Regions from separate parts of the Mus musculus genome. Here regions 1 and 2 are each linked to region 3. The links are chromatin contacts, called in public HiChIP or PLAC-seq maps. All regions are on one chromosome and are shown on one strand. The core of a region is the stretch at or near the end of the contact, and the rest is flanking DNA. Distances in the headings are between cores, read along the strand shown. Region 1 has its middle 72 kb from the start of St18. Region 2 has its middle 110 kb from the start of St18. Region 3 has its middle 47 kb from the start of Alkal1.

Region 1 (3,289 bases), core at 403-2,902, 250 kb after region 3:
TAATTTACCTATTCTGCAGGAAGGGTTACTAAGTCGTGAAGGGAAACACTAACAATTGGAGTCCACATTTGAACCTGGGCTAACATGTTCTATGCTCAGTGCACTAAAGTTCTCCTCTGCTGGTTGGAGTATGAGACATTGGAAAGTGAATAGATTTTAAATTCCCAGAGAAGACATAATACTCCACAAGGTTTGGAAGGACTGGTAAATTATAGAGATCCAAAAAAATAACCAGCTCCATAGTGTGGGAAAAACTGAAACACATACTTTCTGGAAGTCAGTTGGATACCAGTGGATGAGATATGCTAAAAGTGCAACTGTATAGGAAAGATATCATAGGAGTATGTCATTATTTTTAAACAACTTTTGATCCCTGATTCTCTATTGAACCTAATTTTCACATTCTTCTTTCTCTAGCATTATGTTATTATGCCCCACTATGGTCACAGTGTTAAAACAAACATAAGGCCAGGAAGCAAAAGAATTTGTCTGATAAGTTTGTTTTTTTATTTCCCAGATCGACATAGCGGTGAGTGGGAAAGTTATGCTCCAAATAGAGAGATACCATCATAGATAGATGCTTGCTGCCATGGCTCAACAGCATGCAGCTGCTCCCCTGTTCTGCTTGTCCTAAGCTACGGAAGTCAGATGGGAGGCAGAATGTACTAGGAGGCCGGCTGGCTTCACAAGAACAGGAAGGCAGGCTGAGCTACGCTGAAGGGGCAGACAGCCTGTGTCATCCAAGTCGAGCATAGACAAACTGTTTTTCTATGAGAAATGTTAATACACCAGAACTCACCTTCCTTAGTTCACAAAGAAAATAAAATCCTGTTTCATTTAAACTTCAAAATTGTACCCTATATTCCCTTTGCTTTTTAGTATTTGATCTTTATATAGATGGACTATAACTATTCCATTTTTAAAGGGAAAAGTCAGAGATATGTCAGAGAGAGGGAAATGAAATTTTGCATCAGGTGAAATTTCTGCAGATATTTCAGAAGGATTCATAATTCTATGGCTGTGTACAAATGATCCATTTTGTTAATCTGAATTTCGAGGGTCATTAAAATTTTTTTCTTCTCTGTGGAGTAGTTTATTACTTAGAGAGAGGCACAGAAGCCAGTTTAAAACCAAGTAAGGGAAGAAAGCTGACAAAAACATAAATTAGAGGAAGAACTTAATTTAAAAAGTGTCAAAAAGGATAGATAGTCTTAGTTCAATAATAAAGCCTGGTTCAAGAGCCTTCTATCTTTAAATAAAGCATTCAAGAACTCTATTACCTGTATACAACCAATCTTTGATTTCTAATCTAAGTCTATTTTTGCTTCTTGTGATTAGCATACAAATGTGAAAAAAGAAAAAAAAGTGGTTACATGCATGACGATTAGGACATGCCTTTGCTTTAATGTCAGTGGTCTGTCAGGCTGGAGGTAAGGAAATGAATTGCTGCTTTGAAGGCTTTGCTGTGGTAAATTTTTTTCTGAAAATGACTCCTATCCATCTCCTTTTATTTTCACCCTAAGTTCATCATGCAAACTGCAAGCCTATAAGCATATATTTGTTTTCAATGAGACAAAGCACAATAGCACATAGCACCTGGGCAGTCTGTGTAAACAGTGCTGTGGTTTGTTTTGCTCTCCAGTAGTGCCATCCTTTCGACCAGCCAGGGCTATGAAATGCGAGGCTCCAGTCAGAAACAACAGATGCAATATGTTGAAGCACATCTAGTTCTAGTGCCTGACTCAATGCACAAGAAGAGCTGAGGCTGAAGAATTGTGCCAGGAGTAAGTGTGTGGCAAGATACCACCTGTCCTGTGTCCTATATGAAAACAGTACCCTATTTACTTTTGTATGAACAGAGACTATAAATTCTCTGATAATACTGTTCAGAAGGAACATATGCCAACACCTGCCTACTAGCATTTCCTTTTAGTCTCTTCCAAAGTTTTTGAAGGCTCAGTACTCAGACTTGTGTCTTCAGGTCTGAGCTATGTGAAGACTGCAAGTTGCTGGGGACTTTGTCCCATAGGAAAAGGCCTTGCAGAAACAGAGTAGATAGCAACGTTTGTGGCTGCTGACGGATGGCCCCATTTACATCAAAGGCAGTTATTATGCATGAAACCGCTCAAGCATCATTTGTTTCAGGGAATTCAACCAGTCAATTTTTCAGTTCCTTTCTTGTTCAGGGTCAGAAGCAAATGAAGGATCTCAGGTTGTTTTCATTTTAGGTCAGTGATGCTTCCCAACTTAATTATAGCAAATTTGTTTCAAGAGTTTCCCACCTACCAACTAAACCAAAAATGTCCTTTCCTTGTGTTTTAGAGGCCACAGCAAAGTGTTAACAAGGCTAGAGTCCAAAAGACATTATATGTGAACCCAGCTTATCAAATAACCTGTACTGAAACTCACAAGGCAATTGAAGTTGTAAGCCGCTGACCATGAGCAGGAAGAAGTAGGAATAATGTGAAGATACATAAGGTGCTTGAAATTCCACTTGAGGGTCAAATGGCACTAATCTGGAGCCAACGAATAATTTCCCCCACTTAGAAACAGGTTTCAGATTCATCCCAGAAAAAGAAATAACTGAAGTCTCTTTGGGGCACCCACCAGTGCTTACTAGCTTTTGTGCAATGTAATACAGTTTAACAATGGTACACTATTTGTAAATAGTATATTATTTAATCATTAGAATAACAATGGGAGGAACACATTATCCTGCTTATCATTGAGAAAACTGAGCATTCACCAAAATTAATTAAATTTCCTGGACAAATTAAGACAAGAATGTACAACAAAATGGGGATGTGGGACTTACTTTCCATGTAAAGAGGTCTGCAAGAGTCATATTGTGTTTAGAGAAATGGGCAGGCAAAGCGATGAGTGTTATGCTGTATGCTGACTTGTGGACAGAAACTGGGCAAGGATACTCAACTTTTATAGTTGGGGTGGGGACAGAAAAAAGCCAGTTCACTTGAAACTGCAGGCTAAGAATATCCTAACACTAAGCATGTTTTTCTAAGTCACCCATCACAATGCCACATGCTGTGTGTTTGCTAAATCACTCTGGTTTCATTCCCTTCTCTCTCGCTGTTGTAGTTAGAATGAGAGGAAGGAGGCTCATATACTTGAATGCTTGATTTCTAGTTAGTAAACTGTTTCAAGAGAGTTTGGACCTGTGATCCTGTTGAAGGAGATGTATTACTTGAGGTGGGCTTTGAGTTTTCAAAAGCCCATGCCAGACCCATTCTCTTTCTCTGGCTTTTTCCTGCAGATCAGGATATGAGATCTC
Region 2 (3,061 bases), core at 174-2,673, 220 kb after region 3:
ACTTCATTTTAATAAGTCAATGGAATTGTAGCAAGAGTATGGCTTGCCATACACAAAAGATATAAGGTAGGAAGACAGAACATAATGATTCCTGGATTGGGTCTCAGCAGATACTAGAAGCATCAGCAAAGTTGGACTGTTGCAGGATAGTTGACCACACTGTGAACCATGAGATTGTGTTATTTACTGAAAAATTCTGTTTCTAATTATGGTATGGCTCAGCCCTTGGCTTTAATTCCTTTAATTCCTCTGGCTAGAACATAGACTTTCCCTTAGTACACACCTTTAATCCCAAGTAATAAAGGTAAAGTTAGTTTGCAAAAGGAAGCACCCATATTTAAAAGAAAATTTTAATTGAGTGGCAGACAAAGTGATGAATCAGTGAAAGATCTGACAGAACAGGATATGCTCAACTCTCATGAGAAGAGAGAGAAAAGAGAGGCAACATAAGAGGGAGCAGTGCAGAGGGAGAGAAGAAGGAGGCAGTTTTACAGAAACATGTTGAAGAGAGAACAAGGTAGACACAGGTAAAGACAGAAGAAGCCAGAGAGTGAGAAGGAACTAGAAGATTAGAACAGATTATCAGAGTTAGTTTGAGGCCAACAGATCAAAAATACAGAGGCTGAGAGAGAAGGCAGATCGAATCAGTCAGCTTTGAGAAGTTTGAGCCAGAGGAGCTGACTTAAATCTGCCATGCTGAGTTCAGAAAGAACTAGACAGAATGAGCTTATTTAGCAGTAAGTCTCAGAGGATGAAAATGTTATAAGCTTACATAAGATTATATGATGGCTAGAAGCTTCCTAGACTAGACCTAGGTTAACAAACAGAGGTAGAAAGCCTTGGAGATGACAATTCCAATAGGAGAATAAAAGTCACCTTTAAATTGACCTTAAAATAATATCAACTTCTAAGCAAAAGAACTTAAAATTCGGGAGAAAAAATAATAATAGGGACTGGGAAGATGCATTCAAATGCTCAATTTTGCTCTGCTCTATCCACTGATTGCCAAACACATGATCAACTGATACTGAGACAGTTCTCCAGGTAAAATGTATAAACAGAATATGTTAAACTCTTTTGTTGACTTCTTTTTTTCTTTTCCTCATTCTCTCCCTTGATACCACTGGATATATAGAAGCTGGCTGCTTGCACATGTGTTCATCTAATTGTCCTAGTTGGTGACATTCTTGGTAACTCTTACTATAGACTTATCAGAAAAAGGACCTGGAATATATCTCAGTTGTCCTTGGATCTTTTTTGTTTGTTCATTTATATATTGTAGGGAGGGACATGACAATGCATGTGTAGATGTTAGAGGCCATTTAAAAAAAATCACTTTTACTACATGGGTTCCAAGAACTGAACTCAGATTGGTAGGCTCAGCAGGAAATGACTTTATTTACTTAGCAATCTTGCCAAAGTGAGTCACATCATTCCTCTGTTCACAGTTCCCCAAGACAAATTGCTGTATGATGAATGATATTCAACTTCTTTGGCTTATTCTACAAGGTCTGTCTGCCTCTTCCTGGCTCAACTGAAGGCAGCAAGGAGGCTATTGGAAACAGCATTCAGGAGAGATCTCAGGAGGAGTGGTTCTATAGACTGTAGAATCACTGGAGTACAGGATGGAGTCAGTGTGTTGACTTTTAAAAGTTCTCTTCTTTAGAACTGATTTTTTTTTTTCTTGAGGATTTTTTTTCTTATTAAAGTATAGAACACCATAATAAAATATTCTTACAGCATTTTGCTTTGTTATGAATTACATGCAGTTTCTGTGTTGTTTAGTTTTTGTAACTTGACTCAGAGTCATCTGAGAAGAGGGATCCTCAATTGAGGAAATACCTCCTTTGGATTGGTCTGTGGGAAAGTATATGAGACATTTTCTTGGTTAATGATTGACTTGGGAGGGCCCAACCAACTCTGGGCAGTCCTGCCTTCAGGCAGGTAGTCTTGAGAGCTGTATAAGAAAACAAGCTGAGGAAGCCAAAAGGAGCAAGATAGTAGTGTTCCTCTGTGCTTCAGTTCCTGATTCTATATTCTTACTTTGACCTTAATCAGTGATGTAGTGTTTCCAGGAAGTGTATGTAAAATGAAACAAACCCTTAATTCCTCAAATTGCTTTTAGTCAGCATTTTTATCACAGCAACAGAAAAAAGTAACAAACAGTGACAAAGCCAAATTAGGACTATTCAAATCCAGAAGCAAAATTTATGTCACAGAAATAAGTTGTGTACCGGAACCATAGGAAAAGAAAAGCAAGAATACAGCAGTTCTGCTCTTGTGAGATAATACATATCTGCAGTTTAAGAGGCTCAGCTTTAAATAAGCATTGGAGAAACATGATTATCAATCATGTAGGCCTCTTTTCTGTTCTCCTGGAAGCCAAAGTGAAATGTGGTCAGACAATCTGAGGATTCTTTGATATTCCATTAGCAGCAAAACTCCATCTGAATCCTCCAATACCCTGAGTGGTTTTTCATGATGAATTCTGCCAAGGATAGATCACATCTCAATGAAAGAGATCCCATGTACTTTGCATCCTCTACTAATAGAATCTACCCTTAGTTTTATGTCAGATCCTTTCTCTAGGCCCCAGACCTGAGCTCTGTTTATTGACAATATAATTCATTCTTATTGTAAAGGTCACAGGTCACAAGTTCTACTACGTTTAAATGTGTGAAAAAAAATAAACCACAAGGTCAGTCTCTGGAAGGCTATAGCCTAGTGCCCACAAAGATGTCCTGTCTAGAGTTTCATTCTTTATCTTTTGCTAATATAGCAAATGATATTCTGTGCTTTCATTTGCCCTCACTCTGTCACTTGACTGGTAATGTCATTTCAATATTCCTGATTAAATAATACAATATTTGTAATTGAAAATATCAGGGTTTTTTGCTAGTGAAATTTAGTTTTTTACTAAGCAATAGTACTCACAGTTCTAGTCTCAGTGCACTCCTTGTCACCATAGAAAATTACACATACCTAAACATTCAGCCTTGAGTAGCTGCTGCATATTCTCAACATTTATTCTCCTTTCTTTTGCCTTATTTAGCCAACCAAT
Region 3 (2,961 bases), core at 361-2,860:
CATTTGAGCACTAGAAGAAGTAGAAGACTAACAAAAATATGTTAAATTTACAGAAAAAACATTTCAAACAGTGGTAAAGACTAGACAAGCACTGAGAGCTTCTAGTCACCCAAAGATGTAAAGTTTAGGAGTAGTGAATGTTCATGGTTCAGAGATAATGAGGAGGAATACAACTAGAGCCCAGTAAACTCTAGATAATTATTATTGTGATCACTTGCCATTCGCTTCCGTTAGTTTCTAAAATGTATTTTTGGACAACTAGTTAATAGAAAACCCTTATTCCAAATTTCAGTTCCTCATTCTTCTGGACATGATTTTAACATTTAGCTATAACACTTATATCTATGTCTATTTCTGGAATGTTGACCAGAGAGGGTGACCAGACAGCACCTAGGTGATTTCTTCTTCTTGTTGGTTTGTCTCAATTAGATTTGAAACAAAACAAAAATAAAGTAAATAAACAAAAGACAACATCAAAGGTTTTCTGTTTTACTTATTGTTTGAGGGTTTTGGCTCTTCATCACTTAACTGTGGCTTGTGTAAGTGGCACCAAGATGTCAAACACAAGCACAAAGAACAAAGCAGACAAAAGCAAGTGTAGACAGGTCTTTAAACATCCACGTAATTCATAGCCTCAGATTGCGTTTGGAATTTGAGTTCTTTATGCACGATGGAAATGAAACAAATAGAAAATTACATGGAACAAATGATAGTTTGAATAAACACTAGATACAGCTCAGTGTGAAAGTCGATGGGTCAGAATCATTTTCTGAACCCGTGCTCCTTCCTTCTGTTGGCACATGGACCTGTTTTTCAGCAGTCCGACAAAGGAAGCCATTTGCAGAGGGAAACATTTTTGTACAGGGGATGGTCTCCAGGAAGGCAGATTTCACTTCTGTTCGGTTGTGCAGCACATTGCTGCTCCAGCTCCTGGTCCTGCTAGTCTGCATGTTGTCACTGGCCCCAGAGGGAAGGAAGACAGATGTGAGGAAACATGAAACCGCAATTACACTCTAAGAATACATTGTATGTTTTGTGTACTTTTAATGTCTTCTTTAGTTATTCATTTTTACAAAATCATTTCCCCACTGTGTATAAACTATTGCGGTAAATAAAGATCAAACAACAAACAAAACTGGGAAGTCAACTGATCACTGCGGGAATTATTTTTAATGTAGGGTCATCTTTCTTCCACACGGTGGCGCCTCGCTGTCAGACTTAAAAACACTGAAACATTGTGGCCACCAACAACTCCAGATGGGCTTCTCTGTGCTAGTAGTTTCATTTTGAAACAGAAAGTCAGTACTTAACAATCGCTATTCTGAGTACCTTTTTGCTCTCAGAAAGAAGAGCTAAGCAGATTCTGACAGGACTTAGGGAAGTCATAGCGCCATGTGCAATGGTTCAGAAACTTTAGTGTGTCAGAATCCCCTGGAAGCCCAAAGAAATAGAGACAGTAGATCACTTCCTAGTTTACAACTTGCAGCATCTGAGACCATACTCTGGGAGACTATTCTGTGACAAATTTTGAGGCCTCGGAATTATGTTCCAGTTCAAACTCAAGTTCAACTTCTGAGATGACTAAATGACCTGGAGTAGGGACATTGGTGATTAACTGAGGCTGGCACCTTCAGGTGGTTGGTATGAGGACAGCTGGAACAGACACAGGTGTCCCGGTACAATATGGGGCTTGGAAGTCTTGTTTTGTTTTATTGAAGACGTCACTTTTATTTGAAGTCAATAGCTGAATCACAAAGTACAAGAACATTCATTCAGGTAAGAAATTTCTTTTAAAACTGTAAATAAGTATTTTAAGCCAGGAGCATCACACGAAGCAGTTAGTATTCTCTGGTACTGACTCTACCCCTCCTTCTCTCTCTTTTGTTTTACCACAAAACTTTATTTTATTCCACTTTTAACATAATGAGTCTTTTTAAAGTTTCAAAACAAAAAGGCATAACTAAGTACCCTTTGTAAACATTAGAAATGAACTAAAATCTAGGTTATTCACTAAAAGTCAGGAGTCAGGCTGGGATCTTAGGTCTTAGGAGAACAAAATAAACCGAACAGCATCTAACAAACAGGGACATCTCTCTGTTTTTACAGCCCCTCTTTCCTGTGCAGCCCACCCTTATGTCTTACACCAAGCAAGGAGAGCAACTCATAAAAATCCCTAGAGCCCCCAATTAGAAGGATTCATTGTCCAACAAGGATGGTCTACATGCTATTCTTTGCCTTTTGAAGGAATTAGAAACACTCTCAGACCATTTAAAAATATTCTTATATTCTGACAAGTGGGGCTGATAGATCCATTCTAGTAGCTCCCCATCTGGCAGACCTCATACCTCAGAGGCTAAGACGGATCCTTCTCCGTAGTACTTAGTATGGTGATTTGAATGCAAACATTCCTCATAGATGCAGATGTTTGAATATTTAGTCTCCAATTGGTGAAGCTGTTTGTCATGCTTAAGAAGTGTCTTAGTCAGGGTTTCTATTCCTGTATAAACATCATGACCAAGAGGCAATTTGGGCAGCACTTGGGAGGCAGAGGCAGGCAGATTTCTGAGTTCGAGGCCAGCCTGGTCTACAGAGTGAGTTCCAGGGCAGCCAGGGCTACACAGAGAAACCCTGTCTCGAAAAACAAAAACAAAATCAGAAAAAGAAGCAAGTTGGGCAGGAAAGGGATTCAGCTTACACTTCCATACTGCTGTTCATCACCAAGGAAGTCAGGACTGGAACTCAAACAGGTCAAGAAGCAGGAGCTGATGCAGAGGCCATGGAGGGATGTTCATTACTGGCTTGCTTCCCCTGGCTTGCTCAGCCTGCTCTCTTATAGAACCAAGACTACCAGCCCTGGGATGGTCCCAGCCACAAGGGGCCTTTCCCCCTTGATCACTAATTGAGAAAATGCCTTACAGTTGGATCTCATGGCGGCATTTTCTCAACTGAAGATCCTTTCTC

Evidence for each region. HiChIP or PLAC-seq counts read pairs in DNA pulled down with a chosen protein or histone mark.
Region 1: a contact with region 3 is called in a CTCF HiChIP or PLAC-seq map of pro-B cells, with 2.9 times the contacts expected there. The contact joins two enhancer-like sites.
Region 2: a contact with region 3 is called in an H3K4me3 HiChIP or PLAC-seq map of bone marrow-derived macrophages, with 6 times the contacts expected there. The contact joins two enhancer-like sites. A contact is called at or near these places in 2 of 484 Hi-C or Micro-C datasets (bone marrow-derived macrophages and macrophages) and 2 of 115 datasets of contacts at active chromatin or transcription factors (both in bone marrow-derived macrophages).

Annotation. Positions count from the first base shown.
Region 1 is chr1:6,656,694-6,659,982 of GRCm38.p6, forward strand. It overlaps a transcript of St18 not described here. Among named protein-coding and RNA genes, the nearest start is that of St18, 72 kb to the right of the region's middle. Within about 2 kb of position 1,653, at least 16 of the 459 cell types and tissues checked have an H3K27ac peak or open chromatin away from gene starts, as enhancers often do. A contact at or near this core is called in pro-B cells, where this site is marked.
Region 2 is chr1:6,622,693-6,625,753 of GRCm38.p6, forward strand. It overlaps a transcript of St18 not described here. Among named protein-coding and RNA genes, the nearest start is that of St18, 110 kb to the right of the region's middle. Within about 2 kb of position 1,424, at least 33 of the 459 cell types and tissues checked have an H3K27ac peak or open chromatin away from gene starts, as enhancers often do. A contact at or near this core is called in bone marrow-derived macrophages, where this site is marked.
Region 3 is chr1:6,405,316-6,408,276 of GRCm38.p6, forward strand. No RefSeq gene overlaps it. Among named protein-coding and RNA genes, the nearest start is that of Alkal1, 47 kb to the left of the region's middle. Within about 2 kb of position 1,611, at least 58 of the 459 cell types and tissues checked have an H3K27ac peak or open chromatin away from gene starts, as enhancers often do. A contact at or near this core is called in bone marrow-derived macrophages and pro-B cells, where this site is marked.